2 separate regions of the Zea mays genome follow, and region 2 is linked to region 1. A link is a contact called in public Hi-C data. All regions are on one chromosome and are shown on one strand. The core of a region is the stretch at or near the end of the contact, and the rest is flanking DNA. Distances in the headings are between cores, read along the strand shown.

What was found. A called contact is a pair of places that touch in the nucleus more often than the background predicts.
Region 2: a contact with region 1 is called in a Hi-C map of endosperm, with 3 times the contacts expected there. The contact joins the promoter of LOC103645703 here to the promoter of LOC100193385 in region 1. A contact is called at or near these places in 3 of 25 Hi-C or Micro-C datasets (bundle sheath, endosperm and tassel).

What each region holds. Positions count from the first base shown.
Region 1 is chr1:297,328,558-297,333,828 of Zm-B73-REFERENCE-NAM-5.0, reverse strand. LOC100193385 reads left to right here and starts at 2,614. Exons shown (of 5, transcript NM_001349833.1): 1 at 2,614-2,854; 2 at 3,738-3,972; 3 at 4,084-4,354; 4 at 4,461-4,538; 5 at 4,671-5,112. The coding sequence starts at 3,746. The coding sequence ends at 4,718. LOC103644212 (a long non-coding RNA gene) reads left to right here. Exons shown (of 3, transcript XR_561533.2): 2 at 1,510-1,585; 3 at 1,673-1,790.
Region 2 is chr1:297,687,826-297,693,096 of Zm-B73-REFERENCE-NAM-5.0, reverse strand. It overlaps LOC103645703, which reads right to left and starts at 2,960. Exons shown (of 11, transcript XM_020547016.1): 1 at 2,843-2,960.

The DNA of each region.
Region 1 (5,271 bases), core at 1,365-3,864:
TCTCCTTTACAAAGTCTCAAATTCAGGATAAAGAAGGTCAGCTGAAGAGAGACTACAAGATGCTCAAAGCAGTAAAGCAATAGAGTGGGTCCGCCTGGAATGAGAAAAGGAATATGGTTGAAGGACCACCGGCTTTGTGGGAGAATCACATGGTGGTAAGTTGATTTCTTGAAATTCAATTACCAAATTAGTTATGTAGGATAACCTTATAATGATAATCTCGTATTTGATCAATGTTTTTTAATTGTGCAGACATTTCCTAAAATCAAGAAGTTTAACAACAACAAGGCAACCTTCCCGCTCTTTGATGCTTTGGGAGAGCTTTATGATGGTAAGTTTCCAAACATCATAAAGCTTACTGGATTTTCTACAAAACATCATAATCCTTATGGGTACAATGTCTGGAGATGAAAATTTGTTAGTAGTCGAGTGCTTTTGGTTAGAGAATTTTGGTTGGCAAAACAGTCTTTTTAGTTTTCATCACATAAGCACATTTACACTAGAGCCATCAATATTCATACGGTGCAGAGATGGACCCATGTTTCACTCACTGCATATGGCGATAGGTTTAGCTTGAGGATAAATTCAGCTAGTTGTCCAAGCTGTTTTAGGCAACTGACCCATGTTTCAGGCTGCATATATATAACAAAACTGATGTTCTAGGAATTGCTTATTTAGAGCTTAAGACATGTCAATGCTTCCCTAAGTCATTGTAATTAAGGAAAATTCTGGATTCTGTATGAGCTGCACAATTCTTATTACAATTCTAACCTCTAGGTCGGCTGTAAAATGGAAAGCTCACAGAAATCAAAAACAATTAAAATCTAACAACAGCTAAGCACTAATGTAACTGCATTCCTGTAATGGATTAGTAGAACTTCTGAATTTCAATATGATCCTTCTGAATGTCCCATTCAAAATGTCCCATTCTTTCCACTCGTGCTCTGGGTAGAGACATATTTTTGCTAAGTTTATATTTCTTTGTTATTGTGTAGGACACTTGGCTGAAGGGACTTGGAATTGCACTTCTCTTGAGGAACCGCAAGAGGAAGAACCGAATGAGCAACTTCAGGATGCAGAAGATGGACCATAAGGCTTTGATCTGAATGTTGTTCATGATGTAGATGATGAAGTTGATGATGCACTCACTGAAAGGAATGAAGATATGCTTCAAGGAAGGGCTAATACTCTGTCACGAGATGAAGAAAGTGGACAACGAAGACCTGCTGCGTCAAGAAACAAGCAAGAAAAGGAACCAAAGAAGCCTAGAAAGACTGATAACATAGAAAATATGATGAACAAATACCTAGAAATGAGGAGCAAGCAAGTAGAAAATGAAGCTGCAAGAGAAAAGGAAGCAAGAGAAAAGGAGACAAGAGAAAAGGAGGCAGCTCAAAGTGAAGATTTCTCCATCAAAAGGTGCATATCAGTTCTGAACACAATGGAAGAAGTGACCAAACTGGAGAATACAAAAGCATATTCAGTCTTCACCAAGAGCAAAGAGAATAGAGAGACTTTCATATGTGCATGTGAAGCGGATCAAGAATCAGCTTTGATTTGGCTAAGAAATGAGATGGCTTAGTAGGTATGATATTTGTGTCTTTACCTTCCACTCAACCATATTCACTTGGGCCTTTATCTTCCAATCTAATTGTTCCATTTGTTTGGACAGGTTTGGGTGATCAATCGATGATGCTTAGCACATCTGGAGGTTTCTTATTTTGAACTGACATGCTTAGTTCTAAAGTGATGTTTCTTCTTAGCACATATGTTCTATCTCTTAGCTGTTGAAGATGTTAGTCTATCAAGATTGTTCTTTGCGTTTGTTGGCAAGACTATAATTTGTTTGTTGCTTTGTTGTTTAAAACTATTTGGTTGGTGATGCTTAGCTGTTGCATCTGTTGAACATGTTGCTTTGCTGGTGCATTTAAAACCATTTGGCTTGTATACTTGATCAAGTATGTTGCTTTGTTTTACTGTTGTTGCAAAGTATGTTGCTTTGTTGGAACAGCAGCCTTTCAACCGTTATCTGTTGCTGCTGGAAAGCATGTCTGTTGCTGCCGAACAGGGCAAAATTGCTGGAGCTAGAAGCGTTTGAGTTGGATTACTTCTTAGGCTGGAAAGAGTGAAAGACCCGGCTACACTAAATCCTGGCCTAGAACAGTTACGGCCCTGGAATTGATCTCATGCTGCCGAACGGGCCCTAAGCATATTCGATTTTTTAAATGAATAACGCGGGTCATCTACAACTAAGGGCTTGTTCGTTTTGGTGATAATCCACATGGATTGGGTGGGATTGAGCCGGTTTAAATCTATAACAAGTCAAAATTCACTCTAATCCCACCCAATACACTCCAATACACATGTAATATCAATAACCGAACAAGGCCTAAAGAGAGACATGTTACGTTTTCTACACGACAATAGGTTTTTTGTACACTACAACTACAAGGTAACACAAAGCGATATAGCCATTCCACATTCCCCACCTGGGGCGCCAAACGGGAGACGGCGGGCAAGGGGAAAAAATCCCCCTCCTAATCACGAGCCGTCCGTGCTCGATCCGACGGCCACAAACAGAGCGGACCCATCGATATCAGACTAGGGGAGGCAGAGGAGCAACCGGCTGCCTGCCTGTCAGTCCTGTCTGGTGTGTGCACCGCGCGTCCGCGCGTCCGCCTGGCTGCCTTCGTCTCGCCCAGAACGCGTAGGCGCAGCAACAAACTAGGAAGCAACACCCAGCTGCCTCGGCGCAACCCGTCCTCTTCTACTCCAGAGGCACCTCGGCATCCGCCGACCGGTTTCCGAGAGGTTTGCTGGAGTGCACCAGCGGTGGGGCAGCAAATCTGTAACTGTACGCACCACTTCTTTCCCGTCCCCATTCTTCTGGGATTTGGGAGCTCTCTTCTCCGGTTTGGATTTCGGAGTCCGTCTCGTCTTGGGGTTGGACTGAGTGCGCTCGTCCTGTGAATCTGGATCCTGGGCACCAGTCGCGTTGGTGTAGCTGGAGCCTGGAGCCGGAAAGGTGTGGCCCTGATTTATCTCTTTGTCGATCTCGTTTTGGCGGATGGGTCGTGCTTGAAGCTGAGCGGTAGATTTCTCCCTCTACCGCCTCGTCGACTCTCTCTTTGGGTTCTCACGGGTGCTTGAGACCAGATATTTAGGTCGATGAACACAAGGGCGACGTTTGGCCTACTCTCATGCGCGCAATCTTGGTGCCTCTTGCCAGTTTTTGGGACTCCGGGGTTAGATTTTTTTGTTCTTGTGTCCCTGATTTCTTTGTAGCGGCCTAGCGGGTGAGTTCTTGAAGAGAAAGATTAGATTTTTTTTGGCTCCGAGACGTAGTAATTTTCTGTTTGCTAATTCTACTGCATGCTCCGTTCCGCCTTCTAGATCGACCGAGGAGTAGGATTCTGCCCTCTGTAAGCGTCCTTGTGCAAAGTTTACGCTTTCACTTAATATGAAGTTCTATTTTTATTTTGATCTCATCCTTGTTCGGGGTAAAGACCGTAAGATAAGAGGGCACTACATGTTTGGATGGGGAGGAAGAGCCTCTCTCTCCTCCTCTCCTTCTTTTTCTGGCCTTCTGGGCGATATAGTTTTCTAATGATTTTTGGGGCAAGGTTTTGATCTGATTTGAGTGCCCAAGTTCACTAAATCCACTGGAACTTCGATCCAAAGTTGCTCTGTTGACTTCATTCACTACCTGGTGCCTAACTACCCGTGTTCACTTCCAGGACACACGATGAATCAGGAGGCGAAGGACTCGAGGCCCTCAAGGTCTCCCAGCGAGCCAAACCTCTTCCTGCAATGGGGCAGCCGGAAGAGGCTGCGATGCGTCAAGACGCGTGACGATGGCTCGCCATCGCCGTCGCCGTCTGAAGGTCTTAGACGCGCCATACCCCGTGCTACTAGGCCCCTCCTTGGAGCTGACATTGCGGCATTCCGGCGCCCTAGCACCTTTAACCGCAGGTGTAGTTTCACCGCTTTGTTTTCACTGCCCACTACAACTACAATATACATGAGCAAGTGCCCTGAGCCCCAGAGGCCCCTGATACATTATGCAAAATGCCTTTCTGTCAGCAGGAAATCAGATTCACTAGTGAACGAGTACAGGCACTCGATGGCGCTATCGCTGGAGAAGGACAAGTATTACACAACGAGGGGTTCACCGTTCGATGGAAACGGGTTCGACTTTGGTAGCATAGCTGAGGAGAAGGGAACCACCGCGTTGCCTAGATTCTTCGTAGCATTGTCGAACAAGGAGAAGGAGGAGGACTTCATGGCAATGAAGGGCTGCAAGCTGCCACAGAGGCCAAAGAAGCGGCCCAAGCTGATGCAGAAGTGCTTGCTTGTAATGCTCACTCCACTGATTCAGTCTGTAAGTTTTCACTTCCATTGCTATGACCATGCTCATCCTTTTGACCCTGCCTTCTGCTTTATTTCTGGACGAACTATAGATGGTGAGCCCAGGAGCTTGGTTATCAGATTTGTCGCATGAGAGATATGAAGTTAGAGAGAAGAAGAGTTCTAAAAAGGTAGCCTGCATTTAGATATATTTGTTTTAATTCAAGAAGTGCATTTTTACCTGTACCTGTATATTCAGCTTCAAATCGGCATTCTCTTACTGCCTGTTGGCTGTTGCTGATATGAGTGAAACAACCTTGCAGAGAGCTAGAGGCTTGAAGGCTTTGACCATGGAGAGTGATTCAGAGTAGAGGTCGAGGCAAATGAATTTTTGGGCTTGACTTCAGCTGGTGGCAAAAAACTGTAGTTTAGGTGGCACTGCCTGCTGCTTATCAGACAAACCTCAGCATCTAATTTGGTGCTATGAGTGCTCTGATCAAGATCTATTGATGTCAACAGCAAAGAGCATGTTAGATTCCTGATCTAGTGGGAAACCTGCAGCTCCATCTGTGGGCACCTTTGTGAGAAACAATGGAAGCTGGATAGTGGATACAGTATATGGTTTCTCAAAATTATATAGGGAGGAATGTTCAGCCGTTCAGAAACAATGAAAGCTGGATGTTGGCTGAGAATCAATGAATTATGATGTTTAATTGTCATAAACTTGTAGCTGTAAGATCTATGGTGAATACAGAACACTCAATCAAGACTGATCAATGGCGCTCCCTCCCAAATCCTAATAGCGCTCTATAGCCGCCAACCGCCACCGGCTCCGCTCTCGGCCGGCCTCCCCAGTCCGCACCACCTACCCCCACGCTCCAGTCCCGGGCGCTGCTCCGCCTCCGCTCCTCTCCCTCCTCCCTC
Region 2 (5,271 bases), core at 1,711-4,210, 360 kb before region 1:
AACAAAATCCAAGACTCTGCAGGAAAAAGCTCAATTCTGCAATATAGAACGGGAGGGTGAGGAAGACGCCAGAAGCATTTTCTCTCCGGGCGACAGCAAGAGAATCGTCGCGAATGGGCCGATGAAAAATATAAATACTCGACCAGGCAACAAGGAAATCCACAAGACGAACCACAACAACAAAAAAACAAAAGAACCCGCAAGAACCTGACGAGACATGTGAATCACGCAGGACCAAACCTACCGAGGATCGTCAGATGGAGAATCGGGCATTAGTCCGGGCGGATTGCCATGGCGGAAATTGGTGGGCAATCAGGAAAAATGCCCTAAAGTTAATCAATCAAACCCATCACTGCTTTATGATCCTAGAAAATTCTTAATTATGTGCATCTCTCGTTTTGCAGGAGACGCCAACACATGAAATAAATCACGGAAAACTTCAAGCAGCCATAACCAATACACAGTCAGCCTAGCCAGTTACCCAACATAAGCGAACAGGCGGCAGGGAGCTTACAGAAGGAGGGCGACGGTAGGAAGCTCTTGGCTTGGGGTTCTGGCGGCTGGCGCGGCGTGACACGGACATCGCTGAACGACGCCACCAGCTCGGCCACCACCGATTTCCCTTTGTCCATCCTGCCCCGTGGGGTCAGATCGAGGGCGCGGTAGCGGTACGGGGCGGCCGCGGCAGCAAGGTGGGCGTGGGTGGAGATGGCGGTGGCGCGCGCGCCGCTTTGGAGGGCGGTAGTGGGGCAGGAGGCTTACCGACGATGGTCAGATGGAGAATCGAGCATTGGTCCGGGCGGATCGCCATGGCAGAAATTGGGTACCTCGACGGCTCGCCCGGTGGACGGCCACCACGGCAGCGGACCCAGCCCCGAGCCAGACGAGAGCGACCTGTACGCCCCCGAGCTAATTTCGTACGCCGCCGGGCGCCTGCTCGTGCGTACCGCCACCAAACCGGCAAATCTCTACACCTTTCTCTACTCTCTACTCTTTCTAAAGCACGAGCTTGGTACATCGTGCGTCGATCAATTTCTCTTTCCTCGATTCTCTTCTGAAGCATGAGCTTCGTGCACGATCAGTTTCTCTTCCTCGCTTCTCTTTTATTAACGAGCTGTTACATTCCGCATAGGCCGTTATAAACCAGCTAAAGGCCTGTTCGGTTTTCACGGATTGGAGCCTTGAAATAGTTCCTGGCCAAATTACTTCTCTAATTTATATAAATTTTAATGAGCTGGAATAAATTCGGGTTCATTCCTGAAGAAGCGAACAGGCCCTAATGGTTCCTTGCAGGGACTAACCGTGGAATGGTTCCTAGCTAAGGGCCTGTTCGGTTGTACCGGAATAGACCAGGATTCGTTACAGCTCGTCAAAATCTATATAAATTAGAGAAGTAATCCGGCTAGAATTCAATCCGAGGCTCGAATCCCTGAAAATCGAACAGGATCTAAATTATTTATCTAATTTATATAAGTTTTGGTCAACTAGAATAGTTCCTGGATGAATCCGGGACAAACAAAAGAGGCCTTAGTTGAGCCATTATCAGTAGAAGTTTTATCATAATTTTATTCTCGTTAAATGATAAGACACATCATCATATTTGATGATATGGCAAGGTATTTATGGTGAGAGAGATGGAGAGGGTTTTATGGGAGAAGAGAGGATTTTATCTAGATGAAACTCAGAATACACTGTTTTATAGATAAAAGTTGATGTGTCACTTTTAGAAACCGTACAATAAAACTTCCACTGAGAATGACCTTAGACGACTAAATCTTAGTCATTGTTTGGTTCTATAAACTAAAAATATTTAGAACGCATTAAATTAATCATAAGTAGATCAAAATACCTTTTAGCATTCTCCCGCTATTAGTGCAACTGAAAAAAACGAGAGAAAAAGGTGAAATTAATATGGTTTAGTCTCTTTTAAATTTTTAGTCACCCCTCGAGGACTAAAGTCTAAAATAGTTCAATCTATATTTTAGTCCTACTGTTTGTTAATTTAGAGACTAAATGATAATAAAATGAATGGACTAATGTTTAATCCCTCAAAACAAACTAGGCCTAAGTCCAAACACGATGACACGAAATCGCACGTAGAGCATGACTCCCGTATAGTATCACGCATTCACCCTGTTAAAATTTTTAAAAAAGAAAGACCTCCTTTTTAACTAGTATATTTCTTAATTTTTAGCTAAGATAAAATGTAGTATTTTCTTTTACCAGTTTTGTATCTCATACTTTTGTATCTGGTACATGGATTATATGCCTATTTTAATATTAACTTATTTTTTGGATATTTTTGTTGAAAGGGTCAAGGATCCATCATGATAATTTGGCACTGGGCTTTCATGTGTTTTCCGGCCGTTACACTGTTATATGATTATGTGTCATCGTACGGCACCCATACTACGTGATAAGCTTATCCAATTGTCATCATTATTTTCCCTCTGTATTTGCTAAGCGAGACGTGCGGGAAGGGATTAAGAACGTGCTTACGCCTCTTGTATATTATATTATTATTTTTCTAAATTAGGTCTGACAAATTTGTAAATATGACGTGCATTGCTTTTTTTTATGTAGAACTGGATCTGGTATGTATTCATCATACCATGATGTGCATTACTCTTCTAATGTAAAACGGATCTGCATTAAGTATACTGGGACATACAGAAACTAAAGACCGATTCAGTTCAGCTCTTCCTTCACCGCGTTGACCTCTCTACCAATGCAATAGACGACCAACAGAGCTGAGGGCTCCCACAGATTGAGCTCGGACCGGCCAGTAGGGTAAAGCTAGATCTGCCATCAGGGTGGAACAGGCAACGGGAAAAGCACTAACCTGGAAGACGAAAGCGAACTCCGCCTGCAGCTAGCCAGCGACAGCGTTCGTCAACGCGCAGTAGGAGAGTGGGTGGGTGAGAGAGTGAGCAGTGGCCAGTGGCGACTTGCGTAGGGGCAGGGCTTGTACTGGCATCTGCCTTTTTGTGCCTTTGTTTTACGTGGGCCTCGCTTGCATGCTGTATTACGGGCTGATGTTTTGTGCCTTTTTCGTTACCTGCAGATGTACAGCACACTGCACACGTGAGATGCGACGGGCGGGGCCTCTGAAATACCCAGCCCAACTCGAACCATCCCATCGGTCTCTCGAGGAAGCACCTTCATTCAGGACCCAGGAAGAATACCCGGCCCAACTCAAACCATTCTAGTCACTTTTAGTTCCTATTGCTAAACACTAACTAAGCTCCTCTTTGGAACAACTTCAGTTCCATAAAATTTAGTAGAATTAGTGAAGAAGGTCATTAGGTGATCATAAAATTATGGAGCTGGAGTTGTAAAACTTTAGAAGATATTTAGATAAGTTATTTTGTTTATTATTCATATTAAAATATTTTTAAAACTATTTAAATTAATATTATAAACTATATCTCCACACTGAAGATGGAACCTTGAGCCATCCCAAACATCCCCTAAGAGGGTGTTTGTTTGAGATTATAATCTATCCGGATTATATAATCCAACAACTTTTGAACTAAGTGTTAGTTCAAAATTTGCTAGATTATGTAATCTGATCAGCTTATAATCCTAAACAGACACCTACTAAGGAGGTGATTGGTTTCTAGGGATTTATTTTTAGGCCCCGTTTGTTTTCTTTCATTTCGAGGAATTGGAATCTTACTAATGGAATAGGCTATTTTTTAGAATATGACATTCCACCACTTTCCAAAGTTATCATATAAGTCTACCTCAAATTCATGGGGTGAGAGATGGAAATGGATTCTATAGATTTACATGTTATTTTTCCGATGTACAACTTATAGCACATTCTTCTACTTACGCCTTTATAACATAAATGTAGTATATAACTATCTCTCTCATATGATTTAGGATAATATACAATATATTACATATATAAATATATAAACTTAATTAGTTTTGTCCAAATTATAATTATTAAAATGGAATTCAATTCCAACGAAATAAACAGGCCCTTAGTCTATTAATTTTAGTCTCTTTTAGTTTCTAAATTACTAAACACATATATTAAAATAGAGATAATTCATATTTTAGTCCCTGTGTTTGGCAATTGAGAGACTAAAAGGGACTAAAATGGAGGGACTAAATACTAGTTCTAAGAAACCAAACACCGCCTAAAATAGAGATAATCCCTCTTTTGGTCCATGCGTCCGGCAAGGGACTAAAAGAGACTAAAAATTTGTTCCAAAACCAAACACCCTGTTGGTGTCGATCTGCGAGCCTGTTAAGGCGTCGATTGAGGGCGGCGGCACGCCTCTTGAGGCGTTGATTTTTTGCCTTACTTTTGGTGGTGGCAGAGCGTGTCTTGCGCCCGTCGCGGCGAACGCGTTGGTGTCGGCGAGGTGAAGCTCACCGGTGGCGGTGGGGGGAAGTCAAGGGAATCGAACGTGATGCAGCTCTCGGACATAAAGGTCTCGCCGCCGATGAACGCTGATGATTGAGCCATCAGAGTGGAAGGTGTCACTTGGCTGCTTATGTTCTCCTATCTGGCGCGCCAACTATCGTGATCTCATAAACTAGGGGGACTGAAAGTCGCCTAGAGGGGGGTGAATAGGGCAAAACTGAAATTTACAAATATAAACACAACTACAAGCCGGGTTAGCGTTAGAAATATAATCGAGTCCGAGAGAGAGGGCGTGAAAACAAATCGCAAGCAAATAATGAAGTGAGACACGAGGATTTGTTTTACCGAGGTTCGGTTCTCTCAAACCTACTCCCCGTTGAGGAGGCCACAAAGGCCGGGTCTTTTTCAACCCTTTCCCTCTCTCAAACGGTCCCTCTCGACCGAGTGAGCTTTTCTCTTCTCAAATCAACCGGGAGCAAAACCTCCCCGCAAGGACCACCACACAGTTGGTGTCTCTTGCCTTGGTTACAAGTGAGTATTGAACACAAGAAAGAATGAAAGAGAGAAAGCAATCCAAGCGCAAGAGCTCAAATGAACACGGCAAATCTCTCTCACTAGTCACTAGGGCTTTGTGTTGTATTGGAGAGGATTTGATCACTTTGGGTGTGTCTAGAATTGAATGCCTAGCTCTTGTAAGTGGTTGAGAAGTGGAAAACTTGGATGCCATGAATGGTGAGGTGGTTGGGGTATTTATAGCCCCAACCACCAAAAGTGGCCGTTGGAAGGCTGTCTGCTCGATGGCGCACCGGACAATCCGGTGCCCCCTGCCACGTCATCACTGCCGTTGGATTCTGACCGTTGGAACTTCTGACTTGTGGGCCCTCCAGGAT